Linked DNA regions of Mus musculus: regions 2, 3, 4 and 5 are each linked to region 1. A link is a contact called in public Hi-C, HiChIP or PLAC-seq and Micro-C data. All regions are on one chromosome and are shown on one strand. The core of a region is the stretch at or near the end of the contact, and the rest is flanking DNA. Distances in the headings are between cores, read along the strand shown. Region 1 has its middle 32 kb from the start of Gm39834. Region 2 has its middle 72 kb from the start of Gm39833. Region 3 has its middle 58 kb from the start of Gm26422. Region 4 has its middle 33 kb from the start of Gm26422. Region 5 has its middle 12 kb from the start of Gm26422.

Region 1 (2,907 bases), core at 255-2,754:
AACAAAGGAGCCATTTCCCACTGAGAGGACTTAGATTGGGGCTTCTCCAGTTATCCTCAGCAGCCTCCAATTAGTCTAATCTCTGTAGGACGTGATCTCCGCCCAAGGCATTTGGGGGAGAAGGGTAAACACTGCCTTCTTTCTGGTCGCAGTAACAATTTTGAAATACTAACAGATAGATTATCCTTGTGCTTTTATCTTTCACCTTCCACCCCAGCTGCTTTGCACTCTTAGCCAGAGAGAGGGAGAAGGGAAGGGGAAAGAAGGGGGGAGAGAGAGAAGAAGAAGAGGAGGAGAGAGGAGAGAAGTGGGGAAGGGGGGGTAGGAGAGGCGCCACAAGGGGAGAGAGATGGTTGTTTTGTAGTACAAGATGGATGGGGGAGGGGAAACTTTGACTTTGAAAACTCCAAGTGGAAATTTTGAAAAAAGATAGGGAACGATTCTTAAGTTGCCCTCATCTTTAAAGATGTTGCACTAGATTAAGATGCCTAACATCATACAGTCTTCTATCTAGAACCACCCCCCCCCTTTTTTTTTCAAAACAAATGGTATGTTTCCTGGGGGCTTGGCTTCTCTGCAATTGTGTAGCCCTTGGTAGAATGACGTACTAGAGCCTTGGCCTCTCCTTTTCTTTATCATTAAGTGGGTACCAAATATGCTTCATTGATAAGGGCTTAATATTTTGTTATCTCTCCATTGAACCAAAATTCAAGGCGATGAATGCTTCAGCATATTCTAGAGTTCAAAATGTAAAGCCCAACAATTTTATCTAGTCTCATGACCTTAGTTTCCACGTATAAAGGCAAAAACCTCCAGCAAAGGGATGTTGTGTCTGCCTCAGACAGTGGTGGTGAAGGTTAAATTAGATACTGCTGAGGCATTTGCCACGGTGGGGGTGGGGGAAGTTGGCTCAGAGGACATAAGCACTACTGGTTTATTGGTGACAGAATGTCACATAAGAGCCCTCGTGTGCTTGTTTTCAATAAGTCTTTTCTGGCTAGTTAAACAACCCTATTTTAAGAGTCCCCAAAGTTAGGCATATACACGCCTCTTCCCTCTCTCTCCCCGCCAACACCTCACAATGACAGGGTCAAGAGACCGCCTTTGGTATATGCTGCCCCAAACCGACTCTTCTAGTCCCTGCTAATAAAATGTAAAGAATGTGATACAACAGGCGTCCCGAGTTAGGAGACGGAGGGAGGCTGCCAGAGATGTGGTCCCAGTGGGCTCTCAAAACCTCTAGTATTCAGTTTATCTTGGGTAAAGCCTTTGTTAGAATTAAAGAAAAAAAAAAAAAAAAGGCAGGCTGTTGCAAACCAGCTTCTCGGTAAGCTATAGTCGCTTCCTTGGCTACCCGCGACATGGGAATAATCGTTCAACTAGTCCCATTTCTATTGCGACTGGAAACAGGAAACGAATAAGGTACAGTCTTAAACAAAAACAAAGAGACTGAAAGACAAACCAGATTGTCCCAGGGTTCAGGAGAGGTTTGTGCTAAGTGTTAGAAGGTTCAGATCTGGTGGATCCTCCCCCACTTTCTGCCATTCCAGAAATTCCTTAGGGGGGGAGGTGAGGCGGGGGGGTGGGGGGGGGGGGGGGAAACGAAGAGCTGTTCTAAACTGCACAGCACTGCCATCTTCAGGGCCAACGGGGAAAATATTTTCCGGGTCAGTCAGACAAATCATCGTCCTGAATGCTTCATTTAAATATAATCAAATGCTTAAAACTTTGACAAGCATACAGTCTGTAACAGATTTTCTTTTTCTTTTAGCGTTTTCCATGTTTGGAATGTCAAAGGACACATTTTGGGGGGGGGAGGAGTCTGTGTATGTGATATATGAACATTAAAAATACGTATTTGCCAATTGAAAGTTATTTTCAACTGGAAAGATTAACTAGCTTACACTACACTGCCAGGTGATGGAGCAAAACAGACGCAAACATAGTGTTCTGAAATTTTTTTTTCCGTAAAAAGAAGAAAGGATGAATGTAATGGTTCCACAGTGCCGTTTGAACAGATGGTGTGATTAACAACTAGTGTGTTAGCCGTCTCAGGAGCTCACCGAGAGTAAACAAATGCAACGGGAAAATCACTTTCCTCCCCAAAGAGTTTTTAGTTCATTTTATTACGAAAATTTGGAAGTCTGCATTTTGAAAGCTGAGTATCCTTAGAGGATACTGGGAATAAGAAGGGAGGGAGGAGTTTCTGGAGGAAGACTCAGAAAGACTATTCTCTTCCTGATGAAGAATGCCGAAGCTCTCACAGAGCTGAGATGGGGGTAGTCTGGGCTGCGGCTGTCATCGGGATGCTGGAGGTGGGTGGTGCATGGTCCTACACACAAGCCATAAAATAAAAAGGTCAGATTCTCTTCCCGGCTCTTGTCCTTGCTCTCTCTGGACTGCGGTTTCTTTTGTTTGAAAATCTGAAGGAAAACCAGACCAACTGAACAGCTGTGTTTCAGAAACTTTAATGTGCACCTGGGGATCTCATTAAGATGCAAATTCTAACCTGGGGTAAGGTAAGGTCCAGGCTTTGAAATTCTTACAGACTCCTAGGTAATGCTGATGCTGCTGATCCATGGCCTGCGTTTACCACCTGGCCTCTAAGAGCCTTCCAGTGGTGGTGCTCTAGCATCCCATAATAGGTGATGCAAAGCTAGCTGATAAGAGGCAGAGTCTGCCTTCCTAAGCCCGACTCAGAACTACTTGTGGATAAAAATACCTAATAAATATATCACACGTTGCACTGATTTTTTTAAAGACCTTTTTTTTTTAAGTATTTTTCTATGGGAAGGTATTTCGCGTGAGTAGAGTGTGCAAGGACCAGAAGAGTACACACGAGGTGGAGTTATATATAGTAGTCATGAGCTGTCATAGTGGGTGCTATGAACTGAACTCAGGTCCTCT
Region 2 (2,907 bases), core at 213-2,712, 200 kb before region 1:
GACAAGGAATTAAACAACATTTCCTTCAATTAAAAAAAAAGGAGGAGGGCTTGCTGTAAGAGACAATTCACCACCAGAGAGTTGAGGACACAGAAGGTTCTTGGGCTTGTTTTCAAAATGGAGAATAGCAACACACTTGTGAAGCATCCAGTTGGGGGAGGGGAAACATTGATGAAGAATAGCAGATAAGGTGCCAGAAAGGTTCTGGGACATCTTCCAGCTTCGGGACACTAACCATACCTTTTGACTCCTGGCTCCCTTTCAAGGTTTTTAGAATCAGAAAATCTCAGTAGAGACCCTTTCTTCCCTCTCTGACACTACTTGCACCCTCTTGCTTCTCAATGCATCCAGCAAAGGCTCTCTGATTTTCAATGACTCATATGACTAAACTGAGCCTCCTGAGATGATCCAGAAGACCTGATCTCAAGGCCTTAAATGACATGAGCAAAGTGTTGACCATATCTGATTTTGCTCTGTAAAGAAGCATATGGAAATATCTGATGTGCTCTTTGGAGCACTGTTTGTCCTGCACCCCTGAATAAGTACTACTGTACTAAAAGTTATTGTTTTCCTGGGTGGTTTTATTTATTCTATTAACTTGGCCAGTGTACTTTGGACTTGTTTAGATTGGTGTACACTTGTAAGTTTTGTCAGTTCTAGGTGAGTAAGGCTAAATTCACATGCTCTTGTAGATGGACCTTGCATATCCATCATATGCATTTTGATTGGTGTTAATGATACAGCTCTCACTATCATCACAAGAGCAGATAGATACAACTCCTGGATCTATCTAGAACCCTTCTGCACAATAGCTGTGTTCATGGTTTCTTATACATAGCTTCTAGATAATTCCACTGGTGAAATTTTGGTGAGAGATTAGCCAGGAGGAAGAAGCCAGGGTATTTCTTCCCTTCTATTTTTTCCTTGTGGGGTGGTTTTCCATTCTGGTTACATTTCTGCTTGGCCCCAGCTCCCTGGGTAGCCTACTCTGTAAGACAGTCTTCAGCTAGAGGTCCCAGCATCTTGGTTGTAGCATCATTCCCAGAAGCCATGTGCCTTCTTGGCATCAGTGAACCCCTGGGTGTCTTCATTTCCTAAGTGACTTCTTAATTTCACCACTGAGGGAAAATGCACTGTATCACTCCTCCCCTCTTTGAAACAGTTTCGTCTCACTGATCTCCTGATGATAAAACAGGAAATGAAGATATGCCAACTTCAATGTTACATTTGCTAAAATAGTCTCACTTGTCAATCTGAAAAGGACTCTTATACTCTAAAATAAACAAAAACTTTGACAGAAAAATCTAGACATATGTAATAGAAAATAGTAGCTGTACAGCACTTCTGACAAGAGATATGTGGTTTGTTGTTTGTTTCCTTACTGAGGCTGATGTCACAGGGTGAGCTCCATGTTACATGAGAAAGGAATTTTAAGAAGTCCCTTTGTGAGCTGCTAGAGATTGGGTTTCTGACTGATGAGCCCATAGTGTTGGTATAGCAGAAGACAGGGTCAGATCCCACCAGCAGTGTCAATCAAAGACACTCAATCATGGCTTTGGGGCAGAAAGGACAGGATAAAGAGAATTCTACTTGTCTAAGGAGCGATTTCCTCTCTTTCAAGGAGAGGAAAACTGGGCCAGGATGCAATCTGGGGTGTCGGGTGGCTAGTCGCCACTTATTTCTTCTTCAACACACACAGTGGCAAAGAGATGAAGGATTCTGGCTCTCCTCTGAATAGCAAGGCTATTATCTAGAAGAAAAAGATTAAAAAATAATTTGCATGCATGATTATTAGGACGGAAAAGGATGGCTCTAACACCGCAGTTCTTGATACAACTTTGTGGCTTTCTGTCGTTGAGATAATGTACATAAAGCAGAGACCCCGCCATCTGACTAATTAACTCGGCAGCAGGGACGGAACGGATGAAAGGATAATTAATAGGTCAAAGACCCAATGCTGTGTTATGATTATTTGAATAATATTATGATAATTTGAATAACGCACAAGAGTTTGTGAAAATTGGTTGCTGGCTAGGACTCCAGCTGACAAAACATTTGAATCATGCTCATTTTGTACCTCCTGGGTAGTCTTCCTTCCTTCCTGAAAGCTCTGAGCATATGTTTGAATATTGGGGGTGGGGTGAGGGAGATGGGTGGGAAATGACTATGAAACAAATACTACTTTAAATGTCCCCAGCAGGATTATACGTGGCCATGGCATAGATCTTCCTCTTTTCTCATTAAAGTGACCTTGACAGGGCAGTCCACAGGCCTCCCAGTCTCCAGAGTGTTAGTAACACGAAGAACTTAATACTCATCTAGCTTTAAAATACAAAATTAAATTCATCTTATTTTATTGTTTTCCATTATGTGTATGTGTATGTCTGCCTGTAGGTCTATGCAAACCAGTCTGGGTGCCCTCAGAAGTCAGAGGCATCAGATTGTGTGCAGCCATGGTTACAGGTATTTGCAAGCTGCCTGCTGTGGGTGCTTGAGCTGGATCCAAGTCCTCTGCAAGAGGGGTTGCTATTTTAACTACTAAGCTGTCTCCCTGGCCATTAACAGTAGTTTTACTTAATTGGATTAAGTCTGAAACTGATAGATGTTCATATTTATCCAGGAAGATTAAAACCAAAGAATTGTTTTTATTGAAGCTCAGACTTTCGAGTCAGAAACCATCGAAAACTGAGATCACTGAGTCTGATCTACCCAGAAATTGGTTTTGAAAAATCTTGTGACTTTTGCAGATGATGTGGTATGGTGGGCCATGTTTATAACTGCCCTGACTTGAGAATTGTGTGGAACCGTATACGACAGCATCTCAGTGGTGTGTTTCCTTCCAGCTCCTTTTCAATTGGCCTGGAGATATCTACCTCAGATATGAAGGGCCTGTTTTTCCTGAGCTGC
Region 3 (2,907 bases), core at 155-2,654, 180 kb before region 1:
CATTTCAAAGACTTCTATTTGTTTTGCTGTTGTTATTTGTCATTTGTTTAAATTTTCTATCTCATATTCACTTTCTCTTTATATCTCATATTGTTCTCCTTACATCATTCATCAAGCTATTTGTACCCTGTTTAAAATTATCATTGAAATTATCTTTTAAAAATATTTGCCTAGCATTTCAACCATTTTAATATCTTTGGACTTCACTTTTCAACAGTTATGAACTTTTGGAGATGTCGTGGTAACTTTTAGAAAGTGTCTTTCATGTTGGCATATTGAGATTTTTTATACCCTTTCGGGTATATATCACTTTTGCTTTTATGTGAGACCCTCTGACTTAGTGACTGTTTACTGCTGTGAAGAGACACCATGACCACACAGTTCTTATAAAGGACAGCAATTAATTGGGGCTAGCTTACAGTTTCAGAGGGTTAATCCATTATCATCATGGGGGTCAGGGGTATGGCAGCACTCATGAAGCAGTAGCTGAGAGATACATCCTGCTGTGCAGGCAGAGAGGCAGAGAGAGAATGTGCCTGGCATGGACTTTTGGAACCTCAAAGGCCACCTCCAGTGACATACTTCCTCCAACAAGGCCATATCTACTTCAACACACCACACTTTCTAGTTCTTCTAACTTTTTGTTCAAATAGTGCCACTTCCTGGTGACTACAGGAGCCTATGGGGCAATTCTTATTCAAATCACCGCAGCCAACTTCTAGTAGCCTTCTTTTGAGACTTCAGTGCTCTGGACCACTGAGGAGAAAACAGCCAAAGCAGCAGCAATACCAGATAGTTTTCTTCCAAAATGGGGCTTGTAGCTACCACAGACACAGCCTTCACAGCAGCTGCCTTTTCCTTTGCATCGTTCATATTACATCATCCTGTGTCCCAAGAATAAGTCCACATTTGCTATCTGTAATCTAATCCTCAAGACCTAGTCTCATGCTCTGGGTTTTTGGAGACCCTCATTAAGACCTTTCTCTCAGAATGGTAGATAGAATTTTCAATCCAATGCAAGAAGATTCAGGGTCAGTAAAGTCTCTACATACTCTACTGTAGTCTTAAAATCTTGTAAGAGGAGTCAATTGTTATTTTAATACTTTTAATTGTTTAAGTTTCCTAAATTTCACTTTATTGAAACTTGAAACATCATTCATGTTATGAAAGTTTTGGACATTAATCCCTCAGATGTAAATTGCTAACTCCTAATATTTTTTTAAACATGGAGGCAGGAATTTCTGCTTCTGGCTGTACTGGCCAGGCCTTGCCGTAAGCAACAAGACATGATAGGGAAAGCAAGTGTTCTCAGTATTGAACACAGAAACCACAGGCTTATGAACTTTGAGAGAAGAAAAACACATAAATTCAGCTCCATATTTGCCCTGGCTTTCTGCCCAGAGACACTTAACAGTTGGCATAGGCTGCTGGAGACAAGGAGAGAACGTATTTTTGCTGAATGGATGAGACTGAGGTTACAGTTATGGGATGCAGAAGTGACTAGAAGTAGCAGAAAAGGATACCAAACACCAAGGAGCTGTGCAGGAAGAAGACTAGCTGGAGAGCCTCTTGTGCAGCGGACAGCTGAACTGACCCAGTGGAAGTCCTGTGATTCTGGGTAATACTGAAATTCTATTCTAGCTCCAATGCTGACTAAGGAGTATACACAGACCCCCAGACAAATCAGTTGTGGCTGGAATAAGAACCCTACCCTAACACTAATAAACAAGCACACAAACAAAAAGACCCCAAATAAAGTATAGCCTTAAAGTTGACATAATAATTTGTTGCTGGAACAAAATTGAACTTTCTCAAAAGAAACACAAAGTAATCAGGACTCTTCATGATGCATCATTATAATAGCCAATATCCAATAAAAATGCACCGTGCAAGTGAAAATGGTTTTATAAAATGCCTTATAGAGGAATAAAAAAGGGGAGTGCATTTTTAAAATGCATATATGAAAAGCTCAGCAAGAGACTTTTAAAAGGCAAATTTTAAGATTTTTTTTTAAAAGAAAAAATATCAGATGGGCTTAATGGATGGTAGAATGAATAAGCCCAGAAGAATATGAGCAAGAGATTACCAGATTAAATTTGTTTTAAATCCAATTCTTTTTATCCTAATTATCTCTTTACCCTATTTGTAAGAAAGAAAAATGAAGTAAGCAGATAAATTGGAAATAACAGGTTAAATTACATGCCACACTAACGTGAGTCATGAGAAAAATGATGTAGCTTAGTAATGAACCAAACCACAAAGCGATGAATGGTGTCAGAGAGGCAGGAAAGGACTACTTTACCAAGTGCATGGAATAATCCTTAACATGGACGCATCTGTGAGTACAACTTGAATATCATGGAACCAGAACTGACAGAATACAAAACCAACTGAAAACAAAACACTTCAAACTAGGTAATTTATAAAGGATGAAAATTTATTTCACGAGCTCAAGAGGTTGAGAGGCCCAAGCTCAAGGCTCCATTGGGGTGAGGGCCCAGCCTCGGCTTCTCAAACTCTGTTATCACTTGGCAGAAGAACAAAAGAACCTGCTCCCTAAGAGCTTTCCTTGGGACACTAATCATATCCAGGAAGGCTCTGACTTTATGACATAATCATCTCATCTCCCCATGGTTCCCCCTCCTAAAATTATCACATGGACAATTACGCTTCCACAGGTGAATATTAGTCAGCCCATAGCACTTGCTGAATATTTTAACACTTGTCTCTTGATAACTGTTAGGAATGAACCAAAAATCAATACAGTGCTACAAATTGACCTGTCTGGATAAAATTTATAGATGAATAAATAAGGCAATGCATTTTCACGTCAAGAACACATAGGACATTCACCAAGGTTGGTCATATTTGCGCTCTTGAATAAGCCTCAAAATTTTCTATTAATTC
Region 4 (2,907 bases), core at 216-2,715, 160 kb before region 1:
GACTCAGCACACAAAAGGGCTGTTTGTCTTCACCCATATTAGTGTGGTTTATGACTGTCTGAAGTTTAGATCAAACAAATCAATGTAGCTCCCTGTAAAGAGATAAGAGACCGCGTATGGAAAAGTTTACTTTACTTTGGGGTAGGTTTTCTCTATGTAGCTTTGCCTGGCTTCAGACATAAGCCTCCTGTCTCAACCGCCTAAGGCCCGGGATTTTAGGTGTGTCATGACACCTAGCTATAAATTAAATTAGCAAGAATCTCAGTTCAAAGGGTACCAGGGTTAACTCTGAAATCATCTTACCAGAAACTAGCAAACTGTTCTAATATATTTCATATGAAAAGATGATTGAGAATGTGAAGATAACTCTTATCCAAAAAACCACATTGAATTCACAGAATTAAAGGAAGAATGGAGGAGCAAGGGGGAAGATATACTCTTATTTAAATGGAAAAACAGCCAATCCTTCAGCCTCCTTTTGAATTAAGTTGACGTAACAATTGTTGTAATGGGCATTTATCTTACTCAACTACTTCCATGTAGTACTAATATAAACAGAGAATAATAGGCTGTGGAGAGAAGTCTTGACATGTCTCACAGTAACTGGAATAACTGAGGCTGGAAAAGTTTAGGAGTTTGCTGGATACTATTTCTTGATATACAACAAACATTTGTGAAGGAATTAGGGGTGTGTATAACACTCAGAAAGCTAAGATATGCCATTAATACTGTCTAAGGGATAACAGTGCACAAGAATTTATTCCATCCTATGTCTTACTACACCTAACACTGAAGGGCTTACTGCGTCCCCAGGAACAGTCTCAGCATGGAGGGACACATTGAAACATGCAGAAAGTTCTTTGCCTTTTGTGCACTTCAGATGAGGAGCATAATTTTCTCTCTGACTTTCATATTCACAGACACCTTGTAAAGGATGGTTAAAACCTAGCCACAATGAAAATTGAGTAACATCTGGTGTTTGAGCTTTGAGGTTTTCATATTATTCACAGGTTACTGTTTACCAAGTTTGTTCAACAATTGCCTCATCACACAAAGTTCCCTTTGTCCTGTTAACACAGCCATCTACTTTGGTGTTTCTGAAACAATGCCCCATTTCACTTGGGACAGATTACAGGGTTGGTTTTAACGACAAAGGAAGCACTTTATGCGACTATTTGAACAGTACCACCTGTGGGAACTTGCCCCCGACTCTTCCCAATTCAAGATTTAAACTTTGCCCTAGTCACAGGAGGGCTGCTGTGAGCACTGCCAAGAAAACAAGAACAAGATGGACTGTCCAGAAACCCAGATCTTTTGAGCTAAGTGTCTGGAGAGAAACAGCTTGATCCACCAGCAGCTCAAACTTTGTTATCACAACAAAGCAGAACATTCCTGATTTCACTTTGTAGTGCACACTGGGACCCAGTAGGACAGCTGGTGGGTGCACACAGTGACTGAGAAAGAAGGCAGCATCTTTGCAGTGTGCCCAACAGGGCACAGCTGGTTGGGGAAGGCAGTCTAGGCATGCTCAGTTGCTGCTTTTGTTTGTTTGTTGGTTAACTGAACTGAAGGTTGAAGTCCTTTACTGTTTGTTTGTTTGTTTGTTTATTTCCTCTCCCCCCAAAAATGTTGTATAAAAGGGCTTTGGGGGGAGATAGGACAAGTTCAAGGGAAGAAAAGATCAATTGTTATTCAAGAAAATGAAAAACTAATACGATTTGTCCCTGGAAAAGAGCTATTCACCGTAAGGCTATAGTCATCATTGTCTTGGAATTTTGACTATGCTGGCATTAGGCAGGCCACTGACTGTGGCTTGTCCTTTTATTCCCCTCTGTCTAGCCTGCTCCCACCAGCTGTTAACAGAAAACAAATGTCACTAATTTTAAGGGAAATGCTTATATTGAAGCTCTTTAGTTCACAGTCAACAATTTCAAAGAAAATAGGAAGGAGATGAAAAAAACATTAGAGCTGATCACAGTGATTAACAATAGTAACAATTACATTATCTTAAATTAATGAGGCAAAGAATACAATAACAGATGTCACTAACTCTTCTTTCAAGTCCTGAATGATTCCAGAAATGATAGAAAATAAAACCCAAAGCTCACTCACTAACTCTGTCTGTCTTTCTGTCTTTCTGTCTGTCTGTCTGCCTGCCTGGCCTTATCTATCTATCTATCTATCTATCTATCTATCTATCTATCTATCTATCTATCTATCTATCTACCTACCCATCCTCTATTTTGCTCCTGTTCCTTTATTCTCTTGTCAGATCCCAAGGACTCCGTTGCCTTTGAGTTCAGACAAGAACAAGTTTTCATCCATTTTCCCACATTTTTTGAGCATTTATAAATGCTAGCTGAGTTATGAGTCATGGCCAGGCTTTGCGGTATCATTGTACCAAGAGCACATAACATGTTTTCTACCTGTCGATGTAAATTATTGCCTGCATGCAGAACTCCAGGAATGATTTGGCTTCCTGCCCACGCAAATGACTTCTCATCCTTCACATTTCAATTTAATGCCAGTGTGTACTATAAGATGTATGTTCAATCCTACAAATGAGTTGCATGTGAATTTCAATTTCAGAAAACCTGGACTGAATTTTAAAAGAAAACATTTGGGATATATTGCAGGGGAGCTGGTTGTGTGCTAGGTGCATTCTAACTATGCTGTATAGTCAAGAATACTGATAGAATTTAAGGACTACGGTGAGCTAAGAAGGAAGGAAGGGAGGGGGAGAAAAAGAGAGAGGGAAGAAGAAATGAAAGAAGGAATAAAGGAAGTCAGGTTGGTTTTTATATTTTCAACTTATATTCCTAAAGATGTAAAAGATATATTGTGTTCTTTTTCAGTTACAATTTTCCCTCCCAATTTGTCAACTCTCATCTCCTGACCACTGGCATA
Region 5 (2,907 bases), core at 127-2,626, 130 kb before region 1:
CAGTTATATAGTATGCAGAATCCAGCACTGGGTAAACCTGTTAATATCTGTTCTCCTCTAGAAAGCTGCATGGTATATCTGGCACCAAGAAAGTTGGCCAGGAGAGAGGAAGTTATTGACGTATTCACCGTGATTTCTCTATGTTCTGCATTCAAAGTGAATGGTGTCTTCAGCAATGAGCTCTTAATGTGTAGCTACAGTGCATAGTGAAAAGTACTGGCAGTAGGCTCTGTTGTTCAAGAGATTTCTAGGCCCCCTGACCAATAATTCATAGCAAGATATCCCATTTCTGGCTCTTTGATTTTTGTCTAGTAATCAACGTCATCAAAGAACAGGATGGTCCACCTATACAAGACAGAAAGACATTCAAATTTTTGAAAAAATTGTATTCTGAAATTAGCTTACTACTTAGTGGGTTTCTATAAAGCCTTTTCCGATAGCCTTAGCTTTGTTAATCCACCGGTCTCTCCAGCTCTCTATTCACCTGTCCTAACCCTGATTATTCCTTTAATACCAACTATATATCTTGGGGTTTTGCTTTTGTTTCAACTATATTTGTGTGTGTGTTGTGAGTGGTACCTACACATGTAGGTAGAGGCCAGAGATCAACATTGTGTATCTTCCTCCATTTCATTTCATCTTATTATTGAGTCAGTTGTCATTGAGCCCAGAGCATACCAATTAAATAGAGTGGGTGGTTAGCAAGTGTCAGGTACCTGCCTGTATAGTCACTAGGGATGTAGACACTCTACGCAGCCTTTACATGGGTACTTGGGATCTGAGCTTGGATCCCAACGCTTGAGCAGTACACCCTTTATTCCCTGACTCCTTTCCCTGGCCCTACAGTTTCTCATCTTAGAGCTCAGAAGCAGATATGATAGCTAAAGCCAATACAGCTAAAAACAAAATGAAAACAAAACAGGACCTTGGTGGCTATACTCATTTCTCAGGTGATACCTACATTTAGAATTCTTTGTAAAGAAAAAAAATCAACTTTTCTTTGTTTCAACCACTATTTGTGGGCATCGGTCATTTGTAATCAAACCTGATACAAACAAGGACATTTTGTGTTTGTCCACTATAGTAGTTTAGTTCCAAATGATCACTCACAGGCCATATGCTCAAGGCTCGGTTGCCAGCTCGTAAGCCTTTATGGTGGTGTCTGGATCGTGAGGCCTCTGACCTGGTCAGTGTGTTCATCCATCGATGGGCTTATAATTTGGTGCCATTGGATTCTGAGGCCTGTTACTTACTTAAACAAAGTGTGTTCCTGGAATCTTACTCTAGAAGTTTACCCCATTTTCTCTCTCTCTCCCCATCTCTCCTTTCTGGTCACCATGAGTCACAAGGTAGGCACTTGAGCTTCTATTACTCATTCTCAATCATGAGGTTCAGCCTTGTCTCGTGTCCACAGAGATGGGGACCACAGAGCCATGGAGTAAAATCTCTGAAACAGGGAGCCTGTTTCCACTTTGGTTTTTACAGGCATTCTGAGGGTTGATTTTCAAATCATTTTTGTCATAGCAACAAAAAGCAGACTAACATGCCCTGTCTCTTGGAAACATTTTTTTCAAAGGTATTAATTGCAACAACTATGTAAATCAATCAGCACCCTGTGTAGCTGAAAAGCAAAGAACTATTTGTAACACTAACCTTTTTTCATTTTTATGCTTCAGAAAGATAATTTTGCATCCTGTATACCAAATGTATTTATATGAGAATTTTCATCCTTAAAATAACCTTGACAAATGAACAATTCTGTCTTTTTAAGTATCACTGTTAAGGGTGATCACAGTGGTTAAAATGTTCATTCTGCACTCAGAATATCTCTCTACAGCGCTGTAGTCCAACTTTTGTGTGTCTGTAATACTATTATTTTTTAAACATAAAATTATGATGGTGATGATGCAAATAGGGGTTGAAGGAAAAAGAAGGTTCCAGAACAAGTCATGCCCATGGAATTGTTTTTTCCCTGCAGTAAAATTTTTATCTGAATGATATCTGGCTAAAATGTATGAATTAAAATGATAAATTAGAGCAGCAATTTTCAACCTATAGAGCTTGACCGCTTTGGGGGTCACCTATCAGATATCCTGCCTATCAGATACTTACATTATGACTCATAACAATAACAAAATTACAGTTATGAAGTAGGAACAAAGTAACACTATGGTTGGGGTCACTACAACAGAAGGAACGGTATGAAAGGGGGATGTTGAGAACCACTGAACTAGAACCTTCAGAGTCAGTTAGCATGTGTTGCTGTTCTAGGAACAACTGTAGCAAAGGCTTTAAGACTGTGAGCAAGGAGTAGTAACAAGGTGAGAGCTGGAAAGTAAGAGTTGGGTTTGGAGCTGCCAGAGTGTGTTTAACCTGTTTTTCCAACCACTAAAGACAGCCCTCCTTTCCTCTCTTCCTTTTTATTCTTTTATCTTTTGTTAGATAGTTTCATACATGGACATAAGGAATTTCAGTTATAGTTACCCTTCATCCCCTTCTCTCCCCTCCCTCCCACATCTTACCTCTTTCCTTAAAACCCTTCTTCCCCAGAAGTCCCCCTCACCCTCTCATCTTCCTTTTGCATGTGACCAGCTGAACTTCACTAGGGTTTCTCACGTGAGTATGGGTAAGAGGTTTTTGACTGGATCTCGGTCAACTATACCACAGAAGAAAATGGCACGCTTTCTCCCACCAACTGGTAACTGCCAATAGCTCTTCAAAGGAGGCCCTTCCCAGATTCAAGTGCTGCCGACAGGCCCAATCTTGTGTAGACCTTATGCAAATAACCACAGCTGTGATGTGTTCCTGTGTCTCACCCAGAACACATCTTCAGCTTGCCTTGACACACAGTGCATCTGAGGGTAGAGGTATTTATTTTTTATTGCATTACATCCTTATCCACTAACT

What was found. A called contact is a pair of places that touch in the nucleus more often than the background predicts. HiChIP or PLAC-seq counts read pairs in DNA pulled down with a chosen protein or histone mark.
Region 2: a contact with region 1 is called in a Hi-C map of the N1E-115 cell line, with 2.6 times the contacts expected there. The contact joins two enhancer-like sites. A contact is called at or near these places in 4 of 484 Hi-C or Micro-C datasets (the N1E-115 cell line, embryonic fibroblasts and nephron progenitors) and 5 of 115 datasets of contacts at active chromatin or transcription factors (bone marrow-derived macrophages, embryonic stem cells, extraembryonic endoderm stem cells and 1 more).
Region 3: a Hi-C map of the C2C12 cell line shows a contact between it and region 1, with 6 times the contacts expected there. The contact joins two enhancer-like sites. A contact is called at or near these places in 3 of 484 Hi-C or Micro-C datasets (the C2C12 cell line, embryonic fibroblasts and nephron progenitors), 4 of 115 datasets of contacts at active chromatin or transcription factors (bone marrow-derived macrophages, embryonic stem cells and fibro-adipogenic progenitors) and 1 of 9 other capture datasets (embryonic stem cells).
Region 4: a contact with region 1 is called in an H3K27ac HiChIP or PLAC-seq map of stem cell-derived epiblast-like cells, with 6 times the contacts expected there. The contact joins two enhancer-like sites. A contact is called at or near these places in 7 of 484 Hi-C or Micro-C datasets (the HPC-7 cell line, bone marrow-derived macrophages, embryonic fibroblasts and 4 more), 7 of 115 datasets of contacts at active chromatin or transcription factors (embryonic stem cells, fibro-adipogenic progenitors, heart atrium and 2 more) and 1 of 9 other capture datasets (embryonic stem cells).
Region 5: a Micro-C map of muscle stem cells shows a contact between it and region 1, with 4 times the contacts expected there. The contact joins two enhancer-like sites. A contact is called at or near these places in 3 of 39 promoter capture datasets (the 3T3-L1 cell line and liver), 9 of 484 Hi-C or Micro-C datasets (the HPC-7 cell line, Sertoli cells, cumulus cells and 6 more) and 4 of 115 datasets of contacts at active chromatin or transcription factors (embryonic stem cells and heart atrium).

Annotation. Positions count from the first base shown.
Region 1 is chr2:61,400,832-61,403,738 of GRCm38.p6, forward strand. No RefSeq gene overlaps it. Among named protein-coding and RNA genes, the nearest start is that of Gm39834, 32 kb to the left of the region's middle. Within about 2 kb of position 1,505, at least 177 of the 459 cell types and tissues checked have an H3K27ac peak or open chromatin away from gene starts, as enhancers often do. A contact at or near this core is called in the C2C12 cell line, the N1E-115 cell line, embryonic fibroblasts and 5 more, where this site is marked.
Region 2 is chr2:61,197,704-61,200,610 of GRCm38.p6, forward strand. No RefSeq gene overlaps it. Among named protein-coding and RNA genes, the nearest start is that of Gm39833, 72 kb to the left of the region's middle. Within about 2 kb of position 1,463, at least 2 of the 459 cell types and tissues checked have an H3K27ac peak or open chromatin away from gene starts, as enhancers often do. A contact at or near this core is called in the N1E-115 cell line, where this site is marked.
Region 3 is chr2:61,220,492-61,223,398 of GRCm38.p6, forward strand. No RefSeq gene overlaps it. Among named protein-coding and RNA genes, the nearest start is that of Gm26422, 58 kb to the right of the region's middle. Within about 2 kb of position 1,405, at least 10 of the 459 cell types and tissues checked have an H3K27ac peak or open chromatin away from gene starts, as enhancers often do. A contact at or near this core is called in the C2C12 cell line, where this site is marked.
Region 4 is chr2:61,245,711-61,248,617 of GRCm38.p6, forward strand. No RefSeq gene overlaps it. Among named protein-coding and RNA genes, the nearest start is that of Gm26422, 33 kb to the right of the region's middle. Within about 2 kb of position 1,466, at least 56 of the 459 cell types and tissues checked have an H3K27ac peak or open chromatin away from gene starts, as enhancers often do. A contact at or near this core is called in embryonic fibroblasts, embryonic stem cells, heart atrium and 2 more, where this site is marked.
Region 5 is chr2:61,266,540-61,269,446 of GRCm38.p6, forward strand. No RefSeq gene overlaps it. Among named protein-coding and RNA genes, the nearest start is that of Gm26422, 12 kb to the right of the region's middle. Within about 2 kb of position 1,377, at least 29 of the 459 cell types and tissues checked have an H3K27ac peak or open chromatin away from gene starts, as enhancers often do. A contact at or near this core is called in muscle stem cells, where this site is marked.